2 separate regions of the Anas platyrhynchos genome follow, and region 1 is linked to region 2. Evidence: chromatin contacts called from public Hi-C data. All regions are on one chromosome and are shown on one strand. The core of a region is the stretch at or near the end of the contact, and the rest is flanking DNA. Distances in the headings are between cores, read along the strand shown.

What was found. A called contact is a pair of places that touch in the nucleus more often than the background predicts.
Region 1: a Hi-C map of subcutaneous adipose tissue shows a contact between it and region 2, with 2.3 times the contacts expected there. The contact joins the enhancer-like site here to the promoter of PIERCE1 in region 2. A contact is called at or near these places in 3 of 8 Hi-C or Micro-C datasets (liver, skeletal muscle and subcutaneous adipose tissue).

The regions. Positions count from the first base shown.
Region 1 is chr18:11,347,001-11,349,924 of IASCAAS_PekinDuck_T2T, forward strand. No RefSeq gene overlaps it. Among named protein-coding and RNA genes, the nearest start is that of EGFL7, 21 kb to the left of the region's middle. Within about 2 kb of position 1,596, at least 5 of the 8 cell types and tissues checked have an H3K27ac peak or open chromatin away from gene starts, as enhancers often do. A contact at or near this core is called in subcutaneous adipose tissue, where this site is marked.
Region 2 is chr18:11,270,897-11,274,242 of IASCAAS_PekinDuck_T2T, forward strand. PIERCE1 (piercer of microtubule wall 1) reads right to left here and starts at 2,090. Exons shown (of 3, transcript XM_038165107.2): 1 at 1,849-2,090; 2 at 1,693-1,765; 3 at 708-1,156. The coding sequence starts at 2,075. The coding sequence ends at 971. MRPS2 (mitochondrial ribosomal protein S2) reads left to right here and starts at 1,969. Exons shown (of 4, transcript XM_038165106.2): 1 at 1,969-2,101; 2 at 2,201-2,281; 3 at 2,391-2,520; 4 at 2,863-3,346. The coding sequence starts at 2,074.

The DNA of each region.
Region 1 (2,924 bases), core at 346-2,845, 76 kb after region 2:
GCTCAGCCTGGGCCTCATCTCACACCCACGGAGCCAAAAGGGCTCCAGAGGGCTTCCCTGGGGCTGGGCTGACTGTCGGCAGTGCAGAGACGTGGGCAGGGTGCACAGGACACGAGGCATGAGCCGTGCCTCTGTTAGATATGCACAGCACCATGCACATCGGGGCCAGACTTTGCTGGCGATGCTGGGAGCCCGCTGGCAGCAGGGAGTACACCAAGATTTCATTTTCCTTGCTGTCCTGCTTCCTCCAGCCAGGGGTTTTGGTCCTCCCCTCTGTGTTTCTATGGGTTTGTGCCTTTTCCTGGGTGGCTGTTGGGGAGCAGAGCTCCCCATGCTGGCACCCTGAGCCCCCCAGCCTCTCGTCGCCTTCCCCCCAGCAGCTGACCCCAGCTGATAACCTCGGGAAGCTCCCTTTGCCCCTGAGGAGCCAGGATGGGGAAAGAAGTTGACTTTTAACCCCCTTCTGTGTTTCTTCCCCCTCCTAAACGTGTTGAATTCTCCCCCACTGCCTGCCCTGTGCACCAAACCCATCCATCTCCCGCTGCTGGAGGGGCCCCTGGAGCTGGAAGCCCCCGGGTCCTCCCACGAGCCCATCTTACGAGGAGGAAAGAGCTTCTCTTACAACCACAACCTTGAAAGGAGGAGAAAAGGTTTAATTCTGCCCAGAGCTGCTGGAGCAGAGCGTGGTGTCCCTTCTCACCCTGGCTCACTCACAACAGGGGACATAAGGGCAGAGTGGTAACAGGAGGGCTGCAGGCAATGCTCTCAGTGCTTAAACCACCGACCTCAGCCGAGGGACCAGGAGACACAGAACCTGACCCCTCTCCTCCCAGCCTGTCCAAAAGGAGCCATCAAGCAGCCCCGTGCACCTAGCCGGGCCCCCAGAGATAAACACGGGGCTTTGATGTGAAGGGAAAGTGAGCGGCTCCATGCGAGCCCTTATCTGCCTTTTCTTCTGCCCCTGGTGTCAAGGAGTGATGTGGGAGAAGGCGCTCTCCAGAAGGTCCCTGGGCTGTGGAATGAGGGGCAGGGGTCTCGGGACACCCTGCATGGATGCTGCCCGCCTGCCACACCAGGCCACCACGTCCCCAGGGCCATGCAGGAGGTCGGGCACAACGCGGGGACACACAGGCTGATCAGAGGAGACTCCGAGCGACTTGGTGGGGTGCTGGTCCCCCTGCCTCCTCCTGCCCTCCTTTGGTAGCCCTGGGAGGTTTTCCTTGGATCATTCTCATCGGCCTAAGGCTGCTTGCTCACCTGGAGGCAGACCTTTAATGAAGCCCCCAGCGTGGCAGGGATAATTATCTTTGTGCTGCAGAAAGCGCCCTCGTTACTCGTTATTAACGCTGGCGGGGTGTTCCCAGCCCGAAGAATTACCATAAGTAATCCCAGCCCTGATCCTGCCAGGCGCTCGGCGGGAGTTGTGCAAAATGTTTTGCTGTGTCTGGGACTAAATATAGACCATGATGTGATGGGGAGGAGGAACAAGACCAAGAGTTGGGAAGGGGAGAGACACACGTGCGGCTCCCGGGCAGGGGAAGCTGCCTGTACGTGCTGCCTGCCTGCACCCACACGCTCCAGGCATGCTTGGGAAGGAGAAGCACACCCCACCGCGGCTGCTCGTGCACTCGGTAGGGCTGTTTGCATCAAGGATCTCCCTTATGGAAAGTGCCCACCACAGCAAACCTGCAGTGCCTGGGCTGCAAGAGGCAGCAGGAGAGTGCTGGGCTCTCAGAGGCTTTTTTCGACGTTGTTCTAAGCCTCAGCAACACTTTTGTCCTATTCACGTTTCAGGAAAGCTTAGAGAAAGCTCACAAAGCAAGGAGGAGCAGCAGCACCAGGTGACAGAAAGGTGGAGTGGGAGAGCCACGCTAGTGGGAGCTGCATGGATTCAGAGCAGAGGGCTCCTCGGCCTCACAAATAAATCCAACATCGGAAAACGACAGAAATTGTCTCTGTTTGCAGCTCAAATTGAGGCTTTCACATAGCAAGGGGGAGGATGGATGCAATGCAAATGTTGAAATACTTTGCGCCAGGCTTTGCCAACAAAAAGTTTCATTTTGGATCTGCCAAATGTTTTGTTTCATCATTGTCAGATATGAAGCATGCGTTTTTGGAAGTGGCAAGTTCTCTGACAAATGGATCCCAGCCTAAAGAGAAAGAAAGAAATAAAAAGGGTTTTAATGGATGTGAAATAACCCCCAATAAATACAGGAAGGTTTTTAATTCATGTGGAGCACAACATTAGCAAAATGAACCTGAGAAGGAAACATGGCAGAGAAGCTGTCTTTGGGCTCGACCCTGTCTGATTTTGTGTGCTTTTTTATTCAACTACAGAGTACAAACACCTTTTTCCCCTCCGTTTCTCCCCAAGCCTTGCATGCAGCCCTGCTGCTGACCGTGGCCCAGGACAGCAGTGCCCGATCCAGCTGCACTCGGGTGGGATTAATTCACTGCGGGCACTGCTGTTGCAGAGCTGGCTGCAAACTCCAGCTCCTGGCCTCGAAGCCCAGCTGAAGCTGAGGTTATTGCTCTTCCAGGCTCTGCCATGTGGTACTGTTTGTTTGCTCTGTGTGCCAGCGGAGCCCCCGCATCCACATCCATTATGTTTGCATCTAAGCTGCAAATTTGAGTTTAATGTGGCAGGTTGGAGCCCTGGGGGTCTCCTGGCTAAGTCTGAAACAGTCGCTGGGTCTGAAAGGTCTCTAAAACACGAGGCTGTCCAGGAGAGGTCAGGGGTCTGTGTGTGGTGGGGAGGGAGAAGACCAGTAGGAGCAGAGAAAGGAAAAGGAGAGAAGAAATGTGGGGATAATAATGGAGAAAATGGATAGATAGCCTCCTCAGGGCAGCCCCAGCATGGCACACCGTGGCAGGGACGTGGGACCCTCCTGAGTGCTTGGTGGCACAGCATCCTTCCCGTCTCG
Region 2 (3,346 bases), core at 840-3,339:
TACCCAAATCCAGCAGAGGAACAAATACTTTCTATTGCTCTATAAGGTTTATAAACCCAGAAATACACAAGTCTACTTCAGATATGGAGCTGGGAAAACACTGCAGGTTGTAACGGGAAGTATATCTTCAGTATTTTCATTTACATGTAAACTTACAAAGTTTTTCTGCTAAGTCCAGTCCATATCTAATGAGCTAACAGAGAACTGGTATTCCAGAACTTAGTTTCATGGAAGAGCAGTACCTGCTGTCTGCAGGCAGCTGCTAAAGGGCAAGATACCACAGACCCCTGAATACCTTTGGTACTAAACCCAAAAAAAGCTCCTTTTTTTTCCTAGGGTGGGACCCTAGGAAACACGTGTGTTTAACACAGTGTGAACATATGTGTTAATCTGCTGCTGCTTTTTGTGCCATATGAATTTTTTTGACACTTTATAGTGTTTTACTCCCCATGGTGACAACATCTACGATTTTCAGCGTACTTAAGTGCTGTGGATTCCTTGCAGCAGACACAATGCTGATGCCACGGACTCCAGTGATCGGAGAGAAGTAATTGCCCCTTCCCTGCTTATCTTAGCGGAGATTCAATATTGGGTGAGCAACAAAGCCTGTCCAAAAATAACAGCTGCGTGGCAGAGCAGCATGGCCTGGGACACCAGCTAGCAGCCACAGTGTTGCTGTGTACTCACGGGAGTTCAGAACAACGTTATTTTCCTGCATGTGCTTCTTTATTAAGACAAAAGCTCCGAAACACTAGATTAGGACTCTCTCAACACCGTGGATGTCATACAGCTTGCTTACACACTTACTTCCCTGTGCACAGCCAACATTTCTGCTGTGACAACAGATTTAGGGTAAGGTCAGTGCTGTTGTTTGCCTGCTTGTTTTTTGGGGGGGATGTTTATTTTTTTTACCTATGCAGCCAGCACTAAATTGAAGTGGCTTGGCATTGTAGCTGCTGGTGCTGCAGCTCTAACAGTGCGACGGCCCCCTGGCGTTGTAGCTGGGGTGGAAGTTGAGGGTGTCATGGGGGGTGATGAAGTTGTCTGGGCCAGTGACGCGGCTCTTCTCCAGGTAGGTGTTGAGCCCGTTGTCCCTGTACATGCCGCACTGCGCCAGAGTGTTCGAAAATGCGTGCGAGGTGACGTGCAAGGTGGTCTGTGGGAAGGAGAAACGGGAGGAAGGAGATGATTTACATGCCAACAGCAGCAGCACCTGCAGTTTGTACAAATCTGGACAAAGCTGTAAGGGTTCTTCATCTCAAGGCATCTCAAGGAGTTCATTGTCATGGGATGGGGGTCTGAGATGGTTCAGAGCTGCTGGGTCTGCCAGTGGCTGCTGAATGCCATCTCTGAGATGTGGCACCAAAACCTCCTAGCCTGGCTGCTTTGTGGCAGGAAGGAGGTTTGCTCTGCCTTGGCCTGGAAGCTTTTATGGAGGACATGGACCTGGGAAGAAGAAAATGAACCCAGCACTGGCAGCGTGGTGTCATTAACCACAGACCCTTGGGATGCTCCAGCTCAGTGTGCCAGCACCAGCTCTCCCTTCCACCAAACTAGGGGCTTTGTGAACTGGGGGGGGGGGCTTCGCGAGCCTTGGGAGGGTGGCAAAAGCCACCCCGGGAGGCCCAAGGGGGTGGACGAGACCCGTTGGAGTCACCGGGACCCCGGGGAACGGCTCGGGCTCGCACCTACCGGCACCTCGTGCACCGTGGGGGCTCTGCTGCCATAAGCCTGGTTGCTGGTCCGGTACAGGGGGTGCTGCTGCCTGCGGGGGGGAGGACACAGAGCATCAAAACGGGGGGGAACCGGGGAGGGTTTGGGGCCGGGGGGAGCCGGGGCTGCGCTCACCGGGAGCCGGCGGGGTGCGGGGGTACCGGGTACCGGGAGCCGGGGACTCCCGGGGCATCCGGACGGGACATGGGGACCGGGGGGGACCTGGAGGGACCTGGGGGGACCGGAGGGGTTCGGGGGAACCAGGAGGGACCGGAGGGGGGCAGCAGCACGGGGGGGGGCGTGGGGCGGTGGAAGCGGAAGGCTCCGCTCCTCTTCCTCTTCCTCCCACGGGCTCGGATCATGGCGCTGCCGCGGATCCTGCGGGCAGGTGAGGGCTCGGGCAGTGCTAAACCGAGCTGAACCGAGCTAAACCGGGCTAAACCGAGCCGTGCCCGGCAGTGTGACCGCTGTCCTTCTCTCCCCGCAGCCGCCCCCCGGCTCTACAGCAGCCTCCCGGCCCCGGTGCCGGTCCCAGCCCCGGCCCCAGCCGCCCGGTCCCCCGGTCCCGGTGAGTGCTGCCGAGCCCCGGCCCCTTTCCCCTGTCCCAGGGCTTTGCTCCTGCCCCTGCCGGCTCGGGAGGTCGGGAGCGATGGTTGGGGTTTTTGTCCTTGTCGCAGCTGCGGGTGACGGGCTGCTGAGCGAGCCTCTGAGCCACCCCGACTTCTTCAACGTGAAGGAGCTCTTCTCCATGAAGGATCTGTTCAACGCCCGGGTGCACCTGGGGCACAAAAAGGGCTGTCGGCATAGGTGAGTGCTGCCCGTCTTCGTGATCCGGCACTTGTTCACTTCACGAGTGTGTCCGCAGTCTACACAAGCCTTTGGAGGTGGCATTGAGCCAGGCAGGGGTTGGGGCAGCTCACACAGCCCACCTTTTCCATCCGTTTCCCCGTTTCGTGCCCTACAAAAGCGCAGGGACCCCGAGCTGAGCACGGTGTCAGACCCACAGCCCCTCTGCACCCAGGTGGGACAGACACGGATGGATGCAGAGAGCAGCCCTGGTGTCGGCCGGGAGTTGGGGTGTGGGGCCAGGAATTTCTGCTCGATGTTAGCCCCACGGCCCCGTGTGTCGCCCGCCCTCTGCCCCCGCAGGTTCATGGAGCCCTACATCTTCGGCTGCCGCCTGGATCAGGACATCATCGACTTGGACCAGACGATGGATCATCTCCAGCTGGCCCTCAACTTCACCGCCCACATCGCCTACCGCAAGGGCATCATCCTCTTCATCAGCCGCAACCGCCAGTTCTGCCACCTGGTCGAGAGCACGGCAAGGGAGTGCGGGGAGTACGCGCACACGCGCTACTGGCAGGGCGGCCTGCTCACCAACGCCCACATCCAATTCGGGTCCGGCGTCCGCCTGCCCGACCTCATAATCTTTCTCAGCAGCCTCAACAACGTCTTCGAGCCCCACGTGGCCATCCGGGATGCCGCCAAGATGAACATCCCCACGGTGGGGGTGGTGGACACGAACTGTAACCCCTCCCTCATCACCTACCCCATCCCCGGGAACGACGACAGCCCCAGCGCCATGGAGCTCTACTGCAAGCTCTTCAAGATGACCATCATTCGTGCAAAG